2 separate regions of the Sus scrofa genome follow, and region 1 is linked to region 2. A link is a contact called in public HiChIP or PLAC-seq data. All regions are on one chromosome and are shown on one strand. Each heading gives the region's core, a stretch centred on a gene start, on an enhancer-like site or on the middle of the called end of the contact. The rest is flanking DNA. Distances are from core to core; before and after follow the strand shown.

Evidence for each region. HiChIP or PLAC-seq counts read pairs in DNA pulled down with a chosen protein or histone mark.
Region 1: an H3K27ac HiChIP or PLAC-seq map of skeletal muscle shows a contact between it and region 2. The contact joins the promoter of TGM2 here to the enhancer-like site in region 2. A contact is called at or near these places in 3 of 5 promoter capture datasets (fetal liver, liver and skeletal muscle), 12 of 47 Hi-C or Micro-C datasets (alveolar macrophages, embryonic fibroblasts, fetal heart ventricle and 6 more) and 1 of 2 datasets of contacts at active chromatin or transcription factors (skeletal muscle).

Annotation. Positions count from the first base shown.
Region 1 is chr17:41,218,870-41,222,955 of Sscrofa11.1, reverse strand. TGM2 (protein-glutamine gamma-glutamyltransferase 2) reads left to right here and starts at 1,270. Exons shown (of 13, transcript XM_003359989.5): 1 at 1,270-1,400. The coding sequence starts at 1,391.
Region 2 is chr17:41,127,373-41,131,091 of Sscrofa11.1, reverse strand. It overlaps RPRD1B (regulation of nuclear pre-mRNA domain-containing protein 1B), which reads right to left. Exons shown (of 7, transcript XM_021078140.1): 6 at 3,593-3,719. Among named protein-coding and RNA genes, the nearest start is that of TTI1, 35 kb to the right of the region's middle. Within about 2 kb of position 2,336, at least 7 of the 83 cell types and tissues checked have an H3K27ac peak or open chromatin away from gene starts, as enhancers often do. A contact at or near this core is called in skeletal muscle, where this site is marked.

The sequences.
Region 1 (4,086 bases), core at 21-2,520, 93 kb before region 2:
AGACAGGGCCCATTTGACTCAGGGACAAACATCCACTAAAAACGACACAGGTTTATTCCCTGTGCTGTGTCATAGGAACAGAAACTGGGGCTGATTTTGTAACCCAAAGCTATCAATAGATATGGAATTTATTCTGGAAAAAGGGTTGGGGGGGTAGGGGCACCTCACAGGCCCCTGCCTCTCCAAGGACCTTCCCTGCCCAGAACTCATGGTGGGTAAGAAGCATAAGATGCCAGGGGATGAGAGGGAGAAGACTGGGCAATGGACCCCCACCCCCCCAGGGTGCTAGGAGCGAGAGGTCAGAGGTCAAGTCCCTGAGACGGTGGCTTTCTTCCCTTCTGGAATGGGCTGGGCCTGTGAAGGACACCATCAGTGAAGGGCGGGAGGGGTAAGTGGGTGGATGGATGGGGGGTGAGTGGATGGACGAATGAATGATTAGATGGCTAGAGGGATGGGTGAGATAGGGAAATTGTCGGGGCTGTGCCACAGGCACGGGTGTGGTGTGTCTGTCTTTGCCGGTGTGTCTGCATGTCTGTACATGAATCCATGTCTGCGTGTGTGTCCATCTCCCAGTATGTGAACCTTTGGGTGTCTGTAGGTGCCCCACTCTGCTTTTGTGTCTGCCTCTGATGGCGTGCCGTCGTGTGTGACGGTGAGTTGGGTGCATCTGGACCTCTGCTTATTTGTGTGTGGTTCTTGGTGGGTGGATACCCGTCCTCCTGTGTGTCTGGCTGGCTGTCTCTGATTTTAATCTGATTTTCTGTCCATGTCATTGTGTTTGTGTGTCCAGGTTTATGTGCTGTATCTGTTGGAGGGTATCTGTGTCTCTACGTGTCCAACCCCTCTGTCTCTGACTGTGTGTCTGTGCCTGCTCCATATGTCTCTGTATCTGATTGTGTGTGTGTGTGTCTTCTGGATCCCGGTCAGCCCTGACTACGGGTCTATGTCTTTGTATCCAAGTATATCTGTACCTCCTGGTACAATCGCGAGTCTCTTTCTGCTCATGTGTTTCTGTGTCCAGGTGTCTCTGTTACCCAAGGTCTGAGTCTGTGTATCCAGGTGTGTCCGGTGTTCTGGCCTCTGTGTCCCTGTGGCTGCCATTCCGCTCCGTGCTCTGCCTGCTTCCGCAGGGGGCGCCCTTGCCCAACCCTCCCTAAATCCCTGGGCTCCTGCCCCCGGTGCGCCCCCGCCGGCTGGTGGAGAGTCAGCCGGAGCCCAGCCGGGGCCCGCCGCCTCCCCAGGTCCCGCCTTCCCGCGCGGCCCCGCCCCTGGCCCGCCCCTAAGCGGGCTATAAGTTCCCCGCGCTCCTGGCCTCTGCATTGCCAGCCGCCAGTGGTCTGCACTTGGAGGGTCCTGCCACCAGTTCGAGGAGCACGTCCACCACCTGACCATGGCCGAGGGTGAGTATCAGGGCCAGCGCCGCCGCCTCTGCTCAGGGGCCCCAGGTCTGACCATCCCTCCTCCGATGGTCCCACCGGGGCAGGCTGGGCTCAGTCCCCAAGTCCTGGATTTGGAGCATAGCAGGAGGGCTGGGCTGGGTGAGAGGTGCCTGGCTCCCAGGTCTGCTGGGGCCTTAGTTTCCCCATCCCCAGGGCACAGGCATTAACCCCTGCTTCCTTGGATCAGCTGAGACAATGCAACACGAAGGCGTGTTGAAAACCCCAAGGTACTCTGATAGGGACTGTTGTCACTCATCCTTAGTCAGTGAGTGGGGGCTGGCTCCCTGCTGTGTGCCAGGCATGAAGCTGTGCAGAGGGTGCTGGCCTGGCCTCAGATACTTACCCCTGGAGATGTACCCGCCAAGCCTGGGGGGCTGGAGAGGAGCTTTCAGCATCCTTTGAGGTAAGAGACTGAGTGCAGACTTGTTCTCCCAGGTCCCTCCTTGCCCTCAAGTTCTGCAACCCTTGTCCTTCCTTGGTCACTTGTTGAGTCTCAGTTTCCCCTCTTGTAAAACAGGGACAGTAATGCCCGCCCTTGGTGTGTCTGTGAGGCCTGAGAAGAATGAGGAAGGGGCTCAATTCATTTCCTACCTGTCCCCATGTGGGGCACACACACACACACACACACACACACACACACACACACACGGATAGGGCTACCATCCTGGAGGAGGGATTTCAATGATGGGAGATGCACCTGCACTAATGCTGCTGGACTGACTCATCCTGGCTGACTCTTGGGTCAAGTGCATTTGGAGATGACCTCTGTACCACCGCAGCCCCAGGAAGGAGGGTGGGCAGAGCGAATGTGGATGGGCACACGGGGCAGATGATGGAGCAGGAAAGAGCAGGAGGAACATAGGCCTGCCTCCCTGCCTGCTGTGTGATCTCGGACCCATTCTGCCCCTCCCTGGGACCCAGGTCCCCAACCCATGTGATCGAAAGCCAGCTCACGGCCGACTGTGATGTGTCACCTAGGTGACCACTTGTGCCCCATGCCGTTTCCCATCCCCTCCCCAAAGGTTGGGCCTCGGTAGGGCTGGGGGACCCTAGAGATGCCCTTTATGATGAGCCCTCTACCTCGTTACCAGAGTGGCCACTTCCTACACGGGTCCCAGTGGCCTGGAAGACCTCGGGGCTTTTCTCAGTGCGGAACTCCTGGGATCCTAGACCCCAGTTTTTTCTGCACCTCTGGGACTGGGCACAATTTCTGGAACTCCTTCAGACAGTGAAAGAAAAGCGCCCCATCTACCCCAGACCTCGGTCTGACCATCTCTCTGCGGTCTCCCCGGGGAGATGACAATGGCCTCTTTCCTACTTAAGCTCTCTGGAGTTGAAGTTGCCCCAAACTGTGTTTCTTCACCCCTGCAGACCAGCGGGCAGTTCTTCCTTGTGGCTAGTGGAGGTCTCTCCTGCTGGGGGTGGGGGCTCAACTTCCCGGGTCTCCTCCGAGGCTTGAAACAACACAGGAGGAGGGCGGGGGATGGGAGGAGTGGAGCGGGGGCGGGGTACGCAGCAAAGCCTGAGCTGTGAGTGCCGTGTTTACCAGCGCGGGCTCCAGAATCCATATCCCTGGATTCAGACCCCAAAGCTGCGGCTGGCACCTGCCATGAGACCTGGGGCCCTGGGATGTCTCTCTCTACCAAGTGGAGGTTGTGATGACACTGTGGTAGTGGGGTAGTCGTGAGGTTTAAGGGGAGGTAGTCCACGTCGAAGCCCTTGGCAGTCCCTAGGCAATTTGTTTACACCTCTCGAGGGGGTCTTCCATAGGGACACAGAGGTGACCCGCGTGGATGTCCCAGTGGGAGGGCTCACTTGCTGGGCATCTTTGGCAAATCCCCACCCCTGGGCCTCAGTGGGACCGCAGACTCTCCAGAGTCCCAGATCTCTGAGACTCTATTCTGCCCACTTCTCCCACCCTATGCGGTCCCCCAATCTTGACCTTGAACGGGTCAGATAGAGTTTGCCAAGGTCTGTGTGATTTGTGCTTCTCTTAGACCTTCATGCTCCCATCCGCCCCCCACCCTGATCCCTACCCCAGTCTTCAGCCTCCTTTGAAACTGTAAAGAGGACTTTCACGTATCAAACCTTTGTCCTGGACCAGGTCCTGGAAAAAGGGTTTCCTCTTCTAGACGTCACAGCAGTCCTTTGAATCTTCAGAAAAGGAAGCACAGAGAGGGAGAGACACCTGCCCAGCATCACACAGCAGCACAGCAAAACTGAAACTCAGGTCCAGAAGACTCCCAAAACCTCTGTCAGTAAATTTTTTTGTTATTGTAGAGAGTATTAGACATACATAAAAGGAGAGAGAGTAGTATAATAAATACCAACATTCTCATCACCCAGTCCCAACCTCAGCTAACCCATGGCTGCTGCTGCTTCCTGCCCCTCTCACCCCCTCCCCATTATTTAGAAGGCAAAGCAAATCCCAGACATTACCTCCTTTCATTTGTAAATGTATATATGTGCAGATGAAATGACGTAATGTATATATGTATGGAATGTGTATAGATATATATATCTCTCTAAAGAATAAGGGCCCTTTTGACATAAACAAATTAAAATTTCCTAATGATCACCGTTATTCCATCAGTACTCAAATTCTCCATTGTCTCAGTCATGTCACAAATGTTTTAAAATAGTTTTT
Region 2 (3,719 bases), core at 1,087-3,586:
CTGGAAACTTCCATATGCAACAGGGGAGGCCCTAAAATTACCCCCCCCCAAAAAAACCAAACAAAAACAACAGCTGAAGTTTAGAGGCTTTTCTGGTACCTTTGGTCTTTTCCTTTTTGAATTCATCTTCTTTTATATCCTCATTCCTCATCCTCACTTCTGTGCTGCTATTTATGCTTCCTTCTACATGCCTTCTTTCCCACTTCTGTTTTCTCATGTGCATGACAAATATTAAGCAGCTTTCCTTCTAACCTTGCCTAGAGTTTAAGGCCAATGTCAACCATCTCAAAACGAATCACGATTCTACTTAAAGGAAAAAAAAAGAAAAGTAACACAAAGGAAGAAACCTGGTTTCCATCAAATACTCACCTTTCTTTACTAATGTATTCTTTACAACCAAGAATTAATTTTTTAATGCGACCTAAAATAAAAACCCCTCTTCTTTATAGAATAAGGTTACATCAGATGATGAATATCACTCACAGAACAAATGTCTACTGAGGAGTAGTTATGTTTCTGACATTGTAAGAGCAACCAAAGAGCACATATTCCAGTGAACTTTGGAAGACCCACTGAAGGCATTACATTGTTAAAAAATGGACTGTGTGCTCTATAATTCTCTTATGTTTTAAATAAACTTCTGACCAACTTAATATGTTAAACTATTAACACTTCATTTTTTCTTGGTCTATTCTAACTTAAACACAATGAGTTAGAACAGTCCCTTACTTATACCATTTCTCACACTCTACTTTAACTCTTTTTTGGCTGCTGTCCCCTCCCTCCCCCAACTAGAGTGGAAGCTCACTGAAAGAGGGCGCACATCCTGCTTTGTCTGCCTCCTGCCTGGCATGAGCTTTGCTGAAGTGATGGATGAATAAACAACTCAACTCCTTATAGAGTACAGAGCCTAACTCCCAGAGAGGGGCTCTGGCACCCCACTCCCATTGCTTCAGTCTTCTTTCACACGTTTGTCTGCTCCAGTCTGGCTGTTTCCCATTTACAAACATATCTCTCTCCCTCAACTGCTACCTCCTTTCACAAAATGGCTTTACTGCCTGCCAGGAAGTTCGGACTTAACCTTAAACCACAATCATAATTGCCAATTGTCTCCTTGATCCGTATTATGTACAATCGCTTGGTTTGGTTTTATGTTCACCCATGCTCTTTATTCAAGAATATGACTTCCTTGAGGGCAGAAACACAATCTCTCTGTGAGCCATAACTGTCTTCTACATCCCAGGGTCTGAATCATCCTAGACTCTTTGAATCATTATACTCCTTTCCACAAAATTTAGACGCTACCGAAAGATCTAACAAAAAACTCTCAAGGGAAAGAACGAAAAGGTATGCTTGTTAAATAAGGAAGACATAGACTTGACAAAAACGAACAAAAAAACCTCAAGTGTTAACAAATTAGAACTTTGGGAAGAAAAGAGACTCTCAAGTAAATAACTACACTTCCAGAGTTCTGAGAGTTCCATATTTATACACTAACAGTAGTGAAAAGATTAAAAAATAAAAGCAGATTTCACTAACATTCTGATGTATCAGTTTTAAAACAAGGATTGGAAGTGTTAAAAAATAAAGATATGTTGATAGTATACTTTATACACTGTCTTCATCAATAAGAGACTTTTGGAAGATTTAGAAGAATTCACAGTAATAATGCAACTTTCAAGTGGCACCAACTTAGCAAGTTTTATCAGCACCATAAAGATATAATGGAATTAAGACCACTCTATTATGGAAAGTGAGAGAAAAATCTTAGATTCTAGGGAACAGACCGTTCATACTTTTAGCATACATGGATAAAGAAAGAATTAAAGCCATCTCTTAACATCTTATATCTAGAGGATGATTTTTTAAATGCAGCAAATTTAGCTCCAATTTTACAATGAACAGTTTTGCTTGAGTGGCGATAAGACATGGTTTGGGATAAGAACCATTCAGAATCTGGCCTTTGCAGTGGTGGGACACACCTGTTCTGAAATTAAAGCAATGGAATTCCAATACCCAGATGAGTAAAGAAATTTGGGTTGGAAAGCGGTAAAACAGACTTGAATCTCTGACCCGTATCAATGACCTCTTGTGGCAATCTAGCAGACCACCGGTTCTACAGACACCAGAAAGATCCCCCAAGAAAAAGATGGAGGAAAGTGCAACTTGGAGAAAGGGAGACAAAGAGTTAATTCACTCTGCCAACCCAATCTCCTTCTCAAAGTCTCTGTCCTCTATGGTAGCTTGCCACGTTCCACCCAACAGCAGCTGCTCATGATAATCAATGTCTGACAGATCAGAGAAAGCCCTTAATGTGTCGCCAAGGGGCAGTTCAACAGATGGCATGGTGACTTACAACCAGAATCATTAATTACACTCTCTTATTAGTCCCAGGGCACAGTGCTGAAAATGCTTCCTCAGTGAAAGACGGGCATTTCAGATAAATGACCGTCTGGTACTGCCTGTGAAACTCCCTTTAGGATTTCTGGTCAGTGTCGATTTCTAAATCTGAGCCGTACTATTTTTACAGCCGTTTCCCAGCTTCCACTTTCAAGCTGGCTAGGAATATGAAGTTCCCACTACCACTACCCATCACAGCTCCTGTAATCATTGCAGGTAATGACGTGGTAAAAAGTGCCCATCCTTCATTTCCCTGCACAAGTCAGAGGAAAGGCAAATACAATCCTGTCAGCCCCTGAGAGAGCTGCATTCCCCTCCCCTCCCTGGTTTACTCTGCTGTTTCTTGTAATAGGTGACTGATTCTCCAACTCAAACCTGTTTTCCCTTCCTGTACCACTGGCTGCAACTCTTCTCCATGTCTCTTTGAAAAAAAGAAGAGTAGACACTCCTAAAAAGGAAGCCTAGCAGCTTGAAGCAAGTAAAAGTTCCCCAATGTCCACCCTGAAGATTCAGTTATGGCAGAGGACTAAGCACTGAAGATAAACCACCATGTAATTAATTAAGAAGCCAAGAAAAATGCATGGAGAGAAACTAGTTCTGAAGCCCCTCCTCAAGGGCACTCAGACAATGTCAACTCAGGGTAGAAATTTGTTCTTTCTCAACAGTTGGAGAATTGGGCTCCGTGAGCATTATTATGTTTATGTGGAATTTTAGAACAGACTGCAGACAGAGCTTGGAGGCAGACTACTTATTGGTCTTAGCAGGGATACAAGATGGATATAAATCTCGATATAAGCCAAAAGAAAGAACATTTTACCCATTTCCTGAATATTACCAAACAATCATTCTTTGGCTTTGCTGAGTGTCTCTTTACCTCAATCCACAACTTTTTTTTGTTTTTTGTTTTAAAAAAATTTCAAATTAAAGCAACAATAAGACCCTCAATGCTGTGATTTCAGACTTCATTGTTTTCTATATTTCCATTTGTTCTTTCCTGGATATATAAAAACATGACCTCAATTTTCAACTACATTCAAGTAATTACAACATCTGATGGATATTCTCATCTCGTGAATCTTTTTTTTTTTTTTTAAAGAAAAAAAGATGTTATTAAGGCATAATAAAAACCTCCTAATGTAGGCTATAGGAAAGGAAACTTGGGAAGTCTGGGTCTGCCTTGCAAGGTACTCACTTCTAGTTTTTTCTCCTTTTCTGACAAAACATCTTTCTGGTTCTGGGTGTATTCCACCAACATCCGAGCCAGCTGGCGTCGGTCTTCCAGTTCTGCCGCCAGGCGCCCGTTATATTCAGCTAGTAAC